Linked DNA regions of Zea mays: region 2 is linked to region 1. Evidence: chromatin contacts called from public Hi-C data. All regions are on one chromosome and are shown on one strand. Each heading gives the region's core, a stretch centred on a gene start, on an enhancer-like site or on the middle of the called end of the contact. The rest is flanking DNA. Distances are from core to core; before and after follow the strand shown.

The links. Hi-C and Micro-C count contacts between places; a contact is called where the count stands out from the background.
Region 2: a contact with region 1 is called in a Hi-C map of leaf, with 10 times the contacts expected there. The contact joins the promoter of LOC100193292 here to the promoter of LOC542454 in region 1. A contact is called at or near these places in 3 of 25 Hi-C or Micro-C datasets (all in leaf).

The regions. Positions count from the first base shown.
Region 1 is chr6:14,803,389-14,809,467 of Zm-B73-REFERENCE-NAM-5.0, reverse strand. LOC542454 (60S acidic ribosomal protein P0) reads left to right here and starts at 3,061. Exons shown (of 4, transcript NM_001371630.1): 1 at 3,061-3,503; 2 at 4,374-4,472; 3 at 4,555-4,947; 4 at 5,189-5,475. The coding sequence starts at 3,177. The coding sequence ends at 5,329. It overlaps LOC100275595 (putative AMP-dependent synthetase and ligase superfamily protein), which reads left to right and starts at 5,963. Exons shown (of 10, transcript NM_001149645.2): 1 at 5,963-6,079. The coding sequence starts at 6,078.
Region 2 is chr6:15,225,011-15,231,089 of Zm-B73-REFERENCE-NAM-5.0, reverse strand. It overlaps LOC100193292, which reads right to left and starts at 3,172. Exons shown (of 9, transcript NM_001138433.1): 1 at 3,043-3,172; 2 at 2,662-2,790; 3 at 2,469-2,555; 4 at 38-128. The coding sequence starts at 3,138.

The DNA of each region.
Region 1 (6,079 bases), core at 1,812-4,311:
GTTGCATGTTTAGGTTGGCAAAAAGGGTACACAAATTATCCTCCTCATCACAAGAGTTATCCTCATCACTAGAGGTTTCATATTTAGTGGAGGATTTTGATTTTACCTTCTTCATTTTGCCGTCCTTTGCCATGAGGCACTTGTGGCTGACGTTTGGGAAGAGGAGGCCCTTGGTGACGGCGATGTTGGGGGCGTCCTCGTCGGAGGAGGAGTCAGTGGAGCTCTCGTCGGAGTCCCATTCATGGCATACATGGGCATCGCCACCCCTCTTCTTGTGGTACCTCTTCTTTTCTCTCCTCTTGCCCTTCTTGTCGTTATCCCTGTCACTGTCACTAGATAGTGGACATTTTGCAATGAAGTGATCGGGCTTACCACACTTGTAGCAAACTTTCTTGAAGCGGGGCTTGTAATCCTTCCCCCTCCTTTGCTTGAGGATTTGGCGGAAGCTCTTGATGATAAGCGCCATCTCCTCATTGTCGAGCTTAGAGGCGTCGATGGGTTGTCTACTTGATGTAGACTCCTCCTTCTCCTTCGTTGCCTTGAATGCGACCGGTTGTGCTTCGAGCGTGGAGGGGCCATCTTGCTCGATGATTTTCTTTGAGCCTTTGATCATCAACTCAAAGCTCACAAATTTGCCTATTACTTCCTCGGGAGACATTAGTGTATATCTAGGATCACCACATATTAATTGAACTTGCGTAGGGTTAAGAAAAACGAGTGATCTAAGAATAACCTTGACCATTACATGGTCATCCCATTTCTTACTCCCGAGGTTGCACACTTGGTTCACCAAGGTCTTGAGCCGGTTGTACATTTCTTGTGGCTCCTCCCCTTGGCAAAGCCGGAAGCGACCGAGCTCCCCCTCGATCGTCTCCCGCTTGGTGATCTTGGTCACCTCGTCTCCTTCGTGCGCGGTCTTGAGCACGTCCCAAATCTCCTTGGCGCTCTTTAACCCTTGCACCTTGTTATACTCCTCTCGACTTAGAGAGGCGAGGAGTATAGTGGTGGCTTGAGAGTTGAAGTGTCAGATTTGGGCGACCTCGTCCGAATCATAGTCTTCATCCCCCGGTGATGGTACCTGTACTCCAATCTCAACAACATCCCAAATGCTTGTGTGGAGTGAGGTTAGATGATGTCTCATTTTATCACTCCACATATTATAATCTTCACCATCAAACATAGGTGGTTTGCCTAATGGGACGGAAAGTAATGGAGTACGTTTGGAAATGCGAGGGTAGCATAAGGGGATCTTACTAAACTTCTTGCGCTCACGGCGCTTAGAAGTTACGGATGGCGTGTCGGAGCCGGAGGTGGATGGCGACGAAGAGTCAGACTCGTAGTAGACCACCTTCCTTATCTTCTTTTTCTTGTCACCGCTCCGATGCGACTTGTTGTGTGAAGGGGATCCCTTCACTTTGTTGGCGGACTCCCCGGATGGAGCCTTCCCATGGCTTGTGGCGGACTTCTCGCCGGTCCCGATCTCCCTCTTGGCGGATGCTCCCGACATCACTTTGAGCGGTTAGGCTCTAATGAAGCACCGGGCTCTGATACCAATTGAAAGTCGCCTAGAGGGGAGGTGAATAGGGCGAATCTGAAATTTATAAACTTAAGCACAACTACAAGCCAGGTTAGCGTTAGAAATATAAACGAGTCCGAGAGAGGGGGCGAAAAACAAATCCCAAGCAAATAAAGAGTATGACACAAGGATTTGTTTTACCGAGGTTCGGTTCTTGCAAACCTACTCCCCGTTGAGGTGGTCACAAAGACCGGGTCTCTTTCAACCCTTTCCCTCTCTCAAACAGTCACTTAGACCAAGTGAGCTTCTCTTCTCAATCAAATGGAACACAAAGTTCCCGCAAGGACCACCACATAATTGGTGTCTCTTGCCTCGGTTACAATTGAGTTGATCACACGAAAGAATGAGAAAGAAAAGAAGCAATCCAAGCGCAAGAGCTCAAATGAACACAAATGTCGCTCTATCTAGTCACTATTTGATTTGGAGTGATTCCGGACTTGGGAGAGGATTTGATCTCTTTGGTTGTGTCTAGAATTGAATGCTATAGCTCTTGTAATGTGTTGGAAGGTGGAAAACTTGGATGCAATGAATGGTGGGGTGGTTGGGGTATTTATAGCTCCAACCACCAAAAGTGGTCGTTGGAAGATTGTCTGTCGCATGGCGCACCGGACAGTCCAGTGCGCCAGCCACGTCAGCAGGCCGTTAGGGTTCGACCGTTGGAGCTCTGACTGGTGGGGCCTCTGGGCTGTCCGGTGGTGCACCGGACAGGTCCTGTGGACTGTCCGGTGCGCCAACTGCGCGTGCTCTGACTCTGGCGCGCACTGTAGCGCATTGAATGCGGTTGCAGTCGACCGTTGGCGCGAAGTAGCCATTGCTCCGCTGGCACACCGGACAGTCCGGTGAATTATAGCGGAGCGGCCTCCCATTTTCCCGAAGGTGGCAAGTTCAGCTTCGAGTTCCCTGGTGCACCGAACACAGTCCGGTGGTGCACCGGACAGTCCGGTGGTGCACCGGACAGTCCGGTGGTGCACCGGACAGTCCGGTGGTGCACCGGACAGTCCGGTGCGCCAGACCAGGGTGCCTTTGGGATGTCTTTAGCTCTCTTTATTTGAACTCATCTTTGGTCTTTTTATTGGCTTGTTGTGAACCTTTGGCACCTGTAAAACTTATAGACTAGAGCAAACTAGTTAGTCCAATTATTTGTGTTGGACAATTTAACCACCAAAATCAATCTAGGAAAAGGTGTAAGCCTATTTCCCTTTCACCCTACCACCTGCACCGTTTTTTAACATTTTACGCGGATGATTGTTGAAACTGGTGCTTTAAGTATAAAAAAAAATAAAAAAGTAGAGAGTAGAGATGTAGTGGACTCATGCTTGGGCTTCTATGCAAAAGATGCTGCCCCGGTTTACGACTACAGGAGCCCAACAAACAGGCAGGCCCATCTTGGCCGGCATGGAAGGAGGAAACCCTAGCGCTCCTGCTCCCTCCAACACTATAAAAACCACGGCCGCAGCCGTTTATCAGCTAGGTTAAAGCGACGCCGCCGCCGCAAGCCGTCCGCCTTGCCCTTCACGAAGGCTTGGTCCTCCTCCTTGTATCTCCACTCCCCCCTTCACAGATCCGTTCCTCCAGCTAGGGTTAGCGTTCCTCTGCAGCGATGGCGATCAAGCGGACTAAGGCGGAGAAGAAGATCGCGTACGACAAGAAGCTGTGCAGCCTGCTCGATGAGTACACCAAGGTGCTCATCGCCCTGGCCGACAACGTCGGTTCCAAGCAGCTCCAGGACATCCGCCGGGGCCTCAGGGGCGACTCGGTGGTGCTCATGGGGAAGAACACGCTCATCAGGCGTTGCATCAAGGTGTACGCCGAGAAGACCGGTAACCACACCTTTGACCCGCTCATGGACCTCCTGGTCGGCAACGTAGGCCTCATCTTCACCAAGGGAGACCTCAAGGAGGTGCGCGAGGAGGTCGCCAAGTACAAGGTGAATAACTGTAGTTTTTTCCGGCACCTGTTGTTTGCTGTTACCTGTTAATGCGAACATCACTTGCTCGGAGTAGCAATTCGATGGCTCACGGCACAAAATTTATTTTTTATGCAAATTGTGTCGTACGTGTCCCGTACTCTTGGAGAGATGTCACGTATAGTAGATTTAAATTCACATCGAGTTGCCTGGATATAGCTCTGTGCAACTCGGGTCCGTGACCTGGATATAGTCGTTCTGTTATGCTATTGTCCTGCACTAAATACTTGCAGATTGTTTTGTTAGGGCCATGTTTGTATACACATGTCTAATTACTAGTTAGTGCTAAAAATTAGCCAAACTTAGCTATAGTTAGCTAGCTAGTACTCTAGCAACTAGTTGAAGACTTCGCAAAAGAAATAGCCTACCAATTAGCTCCCCTGTTTGGATGCACCAGAGCTAAATTTGTCTATTTTTAGATAGGTAGCAATTAGTTCATGCACCCAAACATGCTCTTTGTATGTATTGAGGATTCTATATTCATAGCATTGTTTCACATTCAGTTGGTAGCTTAGCTGTAAAAGTTTGTTACTGTATTGTGATATCGCTTATTGCACTTGTGAGACTAAATTTAAATTCACGTCTATGTATATATCGCTTTAAGAATGTCTGGGCTTAGTTTCATGATTAAACATCTCTGATAATAGCATAACAAGTCAGTTTTTCATGCACCATATCTGTCCTATGTTGATAGCCATAATGTGGAAGCATATGTGTTGTAACACTTTTTGATGTTGTTTATCATTGTTGTTTCTGTTACACATACACTACCAATGTCAAGCTATTATTCATTATTAATAATAATGACAATTTGATGTGTTTTTGCTACAGGTGGGGGCTCCTGCTCGTGTTGGTCTGGTTGCTCCAGTTGATGTTGTTGTGCCCCCTGGCAACACTGGGCTGGATCCGTCCCAGACCTCTTTCTTCCAGGTGACCTTGGAAGCAACACCTCTGTGATACAGCTAAAATGCAAGCACACAAAGGCGCTTTTCTCATTTGTCATTTGTTCCAGGTGCTTAACATCCCCACCAAGATTAACAAGGGTACCGTGGAAATTATCACCCCTGTGGAGCTGATCAAGAAGGGTGAAAAGGTGGGCTCGTCCGAGTCTGCCCTGCTCGCCAAGCTGGGTATCCGCCCCTTCTCGTACGGCCTCCAGGTCACCAGTGTCTACGAGGATGGGTCCGTGTTCAGCCCTGAGGTGCTTGACCTTTCCGAGGAGGACCTGATTGAGAAGTTTGCCACTGGTGTCTCCATGGTTGCCTCCCTGTCACTGGCGATCTCGTACCCGACCCTTGCTGCTGTGCCCCACATGTTCATCAATGGGTACAAGAATGTGCTTGCTGTTGCTGTCGAGACAGACTACTCGTACCCACATGCTGACAAGATCAAGGAGTACCTCAAGGTAAAACTTGTTTTCTCGGGCTATGGTAGTTGTTAAGCAACTCAAGGCCTTGTATAATTCTGGTTTAATTTGATTACAGTCCATATCTATGAACGTGTCTTGTTGGCATTTAAACTACCATGCATACCTATGCTTCTTTGTCCATATCATATGTACTGTATCATCAGATCACGATGTAGCTAGTTTATGTCTTGGAACCATGTGTTTTGAGGTATTCTAATTTCTGTGTTTGGTTTTGCAGGACCCAAGCAAGTTTGCTGTTGCCGCCCCGGTTGCTGCTGGGGACTCTGGCGCTGCAGCTGCTCCCAAGGAAGAAGAGAAGGCTGCGGAGCCTGAAGAGGAGTCGGACGAGGAAATGGGCTTCAGCCTCTTCGACGACTAGAGCTGCTGTTTTCGTCAAACTGCTGCAAGTTTTGGCTTTTTTTTTTATCATCTACAAGTACTGTTTCCTATATTTTTTAGCAGACAAATTATCGTGTGTAATCGACAATGATATCTCCTTAAATTTTAAGTACCTGTGTTGTGTCACTCGGGTTGATGCTGTTTACCTAACAAATCCGTTTGGATTTTTTTTGCGTAAAAGATTGGTTAGTCTCCGAACTAGAGTTCAGCACATCTTTCATCTTTCGGCGAAAGATGAAAGTGTCATGAAACTTAACGTTGCCCAGAAGCTTGGCCCAAGTTAAAATCACATTGTCCGAAATTCTAAATGATTGATGCACTTGAAATTCGAAGAAATATGCTGCACACACAGCAAGTCGGGTCTGTAGGCAGAACCGCCAACAGTCAGCACCTGCTTAATCAAATATAAATAGCATCGTCTCACTTTTTTTCCCAACTAGTGTGTGATCTGTGTGTGAGTGTGAGATTGGTTCAAATTCCTATTTGAATTTTAGCCTTTTTTTACTATTTAAACATGGGAGCAGGCTACCCATTAGTAGGTGGTACCGTGGTAGTCAGCGGTCAGCACAGCCTTCCCTAACTATCTCGTCAATCGTCAGCTGCACTGCAATCTGTGGTCGCAACGCAACGTCCCCCGTCGTGGCCGCGTGCTATCTTCCTCCTCCCTCCCTCCTTGCCGCACGCGTCAAACCTTGCAAAGAGAGTTCGGTCGACGGCGCCAGCCGGCGAT
Region 2 (6,079 bases), core at 1,923-4,422, 420 kb before region 1:
ACACGACGCTACTGGATACTTGATATATAGTAATTACCATTGATGTCGTAAACCACATCGTATCCATTGGCAGCCAAGCTTGTCTTCACGAATTCGAAGTCCTGCCTGTCACCTTTCAAGTGCAGAACCTGTACATATATATATGTAAAAAAAAACATCCAAAAGCCATATATGACAGCATTAAGATCGATGAAGCAGTGATTTAGTACGCAAATCCTTTTTACCATGAAATAGAGGATAGATAGGGGATCTGCTGAAGATAGCCTAACGCAAAGACATATGCTACCTTTGTGTTCGTCTACTATTGTGTTAGCATCTACCTCTCACCAATGTCGGCACTCAGGAACGAAGAGAAGAGAAAAAGAGAACCGAAAGAAGATAACAGAGGCTTGGGCAATAACAAGATGTTATTCTTTTCCATCATATAGTCTCTCTCTCTCTCACCACACACCACACTATTTATTTTCCTCTTACGTGGAGTATGGATGCCTCCAGCCCATTCAGGCGCGGGTCCAAACACATTTGCATTGCCTCTTCTAGGCATATATATTCGACTCACGCAGCCCACCATTTCCTGTAGCCCCGATCTAGCACTCTTGTTGTTGTCATCAAACATTAGAAAAATCAACTTAGGAAGACCAATGTTCTAAAATCCATTATTAATCGGCTATTAATCGCTATCAATAGACATCCAATATGATAAATAGATAATCGACTAAGTAATCGGCCAACCAGATTAATCTGTCATTGACCCAATTAATTGGTCGTTGACCCATCCCAATCAAACAAAGAATCCCACTAGAAGTCTAGCACAATGGCCTAGCAAGATATATAGTAGACACCTCTAATTCTTCTTGTGAAAGAATCTAGAGCACCTTTGATATGGTAACTCACTTTGTCAACTGTCGTGTTGTCGTTAAATAGACTAAAAATAGCCTTGTCTATTCTAAATTGTTTGGCTGATTTGATTTACAATGTAGGTGAATACCAAGAAAAGAAACAAGCTTAGATGCACAATGCACAATTGATCTTGTCTTCGTTCAATTCAATGCAAAATTTGCTTAGCAAAAAAGATAGAAGCAAGACAAAATGTTGATGTACTTCTATCTAATGTTGCTTGTAATGCTCAAGACTGGCTGGTTGAAGGATGTGCCAATATTGATGAAGGAAATTAAAAAAATGAAGCTATGCAACTTCGTAGAAGTTCAAGAGTTAGAGAACTTCATGAAGATGATTTTAAGTCTGATAGTGAATGTGAAGACATCAAAATAAAGAATGGGGATTTTGAGTTTGAGTCAGACCACGATAAAGTGCTTCCAACAGAGATTATGAGCAAGATGACAAAGATCGATAATGGCTAGGTGACTCTATTTTATATCTTAGTTTTTAAGATGCACATTGGCACTACCATTTGACCGAGTAGTGCCTACTTATTAATTTTTATTAATCCCTGATAAATGATTATTCGCTCATGTCTAGCTTATCGATTAAATTCCGATGTTCGATATCTTGAACCTCGAGTAAGACAACCCCAGACCGCCCCACCGAACCTCCAACAGACGATGGATCCCCGCGCTGAGTCGACAACGCTGGCGATCAAAACTCCAAAACAGGTAAAACAATAGGGCGAGGTATGGGAGGACACATACCCTTGACCGAAGGATGAAGAAGGGTGGTGACTGACCTAAATCCATCCTCCTGATGCACAAGTCGACACAGCGCCCATGGGGCGAATTTGTTGGAGATCCAACAGGTGGGCGCTCGACAGCCGTAGGAGAGAGGAAGCGAGAACTCCCGCCATCGATGACTGCTTGTCAACCACCACGCGCTCCTAATGCTTCGAGATCATAAACCATATCTTCCATGCTCATATGTCAATCATCGAGCAGCACACCAGTTGCCTTCTCTAAGGCATTGACAAGCCCTTCCTGACCCGATGTGAACTTTGAAAAGGCAGTATCCCAACGAGATTCCTGCTTGGACACATGACGGTCCCATTTGGCGTCATGGTCAACGCAACGTCGAGAAATCTCATCCAATATGATCTGAGTATTTGGATTCATGAGGACTTATTGGCAATGAAGACAAGTAAAATGGTGGTGAACAACGGTCAGATCCAGCGTGAGACAGGGAGCACCCAAGAAAGCCGAGAATCGACGAATCCGATACCACTTGTTAGCGTCTACCTCTCACCATCGTCGGCAGTAGGGAAGAAGAAGAGAAACAGAAGATAACATAGGCTTGAAGAATAAGATGTTATTCTGTTCCATCACAGTCCTCTCTCTCACCACACTCCAGGCTATTTGTGTTCTTCTTACATGGACGCTTCCAGCCCATTCACCCAAGCCAGGCCAAATGGCATCCTCTTCTTGGCCTATTCGACTAATGCAGAGCCACCAACATAATGGGCTTTATCCTGCTACTGGGTACATGCAAGCAAAACAACAAAGGAACAGAAACCGACACACCTTGGAGGAGAAGTCTGCGTACTCCGCGTCGGACTCCCCTGGCAGCTGCTGAGTTATGGGTGCCTTTCCCCTGGTGAACAATGTGACCTGAGGTTGACGATTTTCGTTTTAAATTTTCTTTGAAAAACAACAACCTGGTGGCTCTGAACGGCCGGTGATTGCAGAGCAAAGGGGGTGATGGCAGACTACTGACCTGGTGGCCCTCCTTGACAAGGAGCCTGGACAGGAAGACCCCGATGAACCTAGTCCCCCCCATGACCAGAATGTTCTTGGAGTCCGCAGCCGCTGAGACCTGCACCCTCGCCCCCCGTGATCTCCTCTTCTGCCAAATCAAATTCCATGGTGGCGCTGATTGATTTGGTGAATAAATGCGTTATGTTCTGGTGATTTGCTATGCCCGCTACTGCTAGTGAGAGAAGTTCTGCAGTGCTTTTTCGCGGCGATGCAACTATAGTTCTAGACATTTGCTGCTAAAGACAGGGAGTTAACGTCCAATCCAAAGATTATTACGTATTTAATTCTAAATGCTTAGGGTGGGAGGCTTCCAATCTTGCTTTCCGTGCTGCGTAGTTACCTGCGTTGAGATGGAGACGGCTGCGGCTGCGCCACTGAAGTCGGAGATGGTAGACGGGAGGAGAAGGCTGCTCTTCAGGGACGATGTGGCCGCCATGCCTCTCTTGTGGGTGGGACCCTGTGTACTACCAATGGATGGCTGTATCCTCTAGTTGCGCTTCAGTCTGTGCTAATGGAACATACAAACAAAGACGACGAGAAATGAGAGGTGCCTCCGACTGGGATGCTTTTGGCATGTGTGGCGGGGGGCGCCAGCCCTATCCTTCCTTGGATGCTCTCCTCTCGGTCTTTCGTTTAACGGAGCCATTCCAATCATCAGCTTTTAGAGCTATCTGTTGACACCTTTTCGGGCGCCAATCACTATAACGAGAACCAGCAGCTGTGCCCTCTGCACAGGCGCAGACGGTCCGCCGCTAGGAACATAAAAACAGAACATAACTTTTGGACTTGTTTTATATGAATTAAACAAGTTCTAGCATTCATTTTTACATTAAAAATCATTTTCTAATTACTTTTACTGGATTTTCTATTTCCTAGACCGGGCGCATAAAAACAGAGAAGCCCGGGGGTTTCTGCGCAAGAATTCCCAAGACTCAGTGAACAGCTGCATAGGACGGCGGGTTAGTTTCCAGAAAGTCCGAGGTTTCTTAAGCAAAATGTCCCTGTGAAAGGGGATACCACGGATCTAGACCGTCAGATCTATTTTCAACGGCCCTGATTAAATCTACATTCCTCGCGAACCGGTGCGCGCTCGCAACCGTTGGATCCACGATCTAAGGTTCAGGTTCCAATTACGCGTGATCTAATATGAGGCGTACGATCTAGCACCAACAACCAGGATCTAATCCTACGCGAAGAGGTATGTTCTTCTAATCTTAACCCTCCGCAGAGGATCGGACGACGCTGGTTTCGTCTTCTCCCCTGGACAACCCACCCCAACGGCGCCGTCACTCCCACCCGGCAAACTTCGCCGGAGTATCACCGATCTACCCTGCCAGTGAGTAATTCGCGCCCGAAATTTCGCAGAACCAAATTCGCCCCTAGCCGAGCTGACTGGCGCGAGTTTTATCCTGGATTGTGGTCGCGGTGACACGGTCCGCCACGATTCGTGGCTATGGTATAGCCATGGCGGTGTCTAGCTGTGCGGCTCACCGGAAGTCTAAATTCTACACGGTCATGAACTAGGGAGCGCGGGGCGGACACGAGCAAGGTATGGATTGCTTACCGAATTCGCGTCGAGCTGGATGCCGGTTTCTGCACGGGATGGCAAAGAAGAACGACGACGGTGAGAAATCAACAGTCCGCCACAGGTGCTCCTTGCCAATAGATGGTTCCTACACGTGTGGCGGGGTCGCCCGGAGCAGCAGGCCTATTCGTCGAGGCCGATAATCCAACCGAGGGCCGATTCAACGGTGGCGGCGCTACTCCGAGCTTGCGGCGGAATCTCCTTCTCCCAGGACCGGGTTTTCTCTAGCGCCGGAGTGGTTGAGGGTTAGGTTCGGCGCACGGCGCGGGTTGCCCCGGGCCTAAATACCCGAGGCGAAGCCGCAACGGCGTCGCCGAGATTGAAGGCACGACGAGGTCGGTCATGCGGGTTTTGCGCGAGGTGGGTGTGACCGCGCATGGAGGCAGATGACTAGGGGCCCCACACGTCAGTGAGTGCCAACCAGGCGTAGTGCGAAACGTGTGGACTAACGAGTGGACCCCACGGCCGGAGGCGAGCTTCAAGATTTCGACCTCCTTTGGTTTGAGAGAAAATTTCCTGTATTTTTATGTGAAAATGAATTGATTCTTGTAAAATTCCTGTAAGATTCCTACGTTCTAAAGGAGGCCTTCGAGTTTGAGATCATCCACCATGAGAACCTCGGGTCACCACAGATGATATCCATGGCAGCGGACTCTAAGGTTTGGTGGACAGGAAAATAGAGGATCCATGGGGATGAATACTCTCGCTATTCAAAAACGAATCACGAGAGGATTCCTTGCCCATGGATCCCCTTCATTTTTATGTCCACCAAACTATGTGTTGATATACTCGATGCAGACGACCTCAAGATTGTTTGTAGTATATAATTAGTATCCTTAGATAGGTTATTGAATCTATTTATTATATATAATTTATACTTATCTTTTTTTGACAAGTACAAATACTATAGCGCCAGTTGTCTAAGGATGAAGGGAATATGTATAAAGCCTACAGCTAAAGCACAAACTGTCAACCAGACCAATCTCGATCAGCTGACTGGTTCTTTCTAAAATGGTGTAAAGGTTGTGAGGAAAGAACAAAAGAATATTTCCAAAGCGCTGGCTGATTTATATTTGACGCGGTGGCGCCACCGTTTCATACTTATCATGCACGCAAATGTCTTACGAAACACGATTCTCTATGTGCAACGTCCACATCATAGGATGATATAAAATATTCGGTGGTGGTTTTATTGGACTGATTTGTAATTTTCATATGATTATCTCATCTCCACGACGGGATAATTTTTAATGGCTAACGCAGTGTCCACTTCTCCCATGATGAAACAAAATATTCGACGATTTAAACTTAGGTTATTTCCATGGCGGGGTCAAAGATGCATGTGTCGCGGGTTTAATAGCAGCGGGTTCCTGCTTTATGACTAGAAACTATAGCTCTACACTGGAGCTGGAACACAGAGCTATCCTAAACATCCCCTTAATACCCAAGAAATCTACATGCTCTATAATCACTAGTGACTACACAACGAGTGCATAGTGGTAAAAAAGATTTCACATGGAATAGTGACCAAAATAAATAAAAAATTATGGATATCGAACAAAGTTACCTTTTCCTTCTTACATTTACAATTTAAATTTTTCAAATAACATCGGAGGTAGAAGCGACCACAAATCTCAAAAAGTTACGTAACTTTGTAGTTCATAACCTTTTTATTTTTATTTTTATTTGAAATGATCTGCCGCGAACCTGGCCGGCCCGGCTGCGTGGTGGCGTTGGCGTGAGCGTGGGTTCTCTTCTCCTCATCAGAGACACCAAAGATGAGCATGGAATA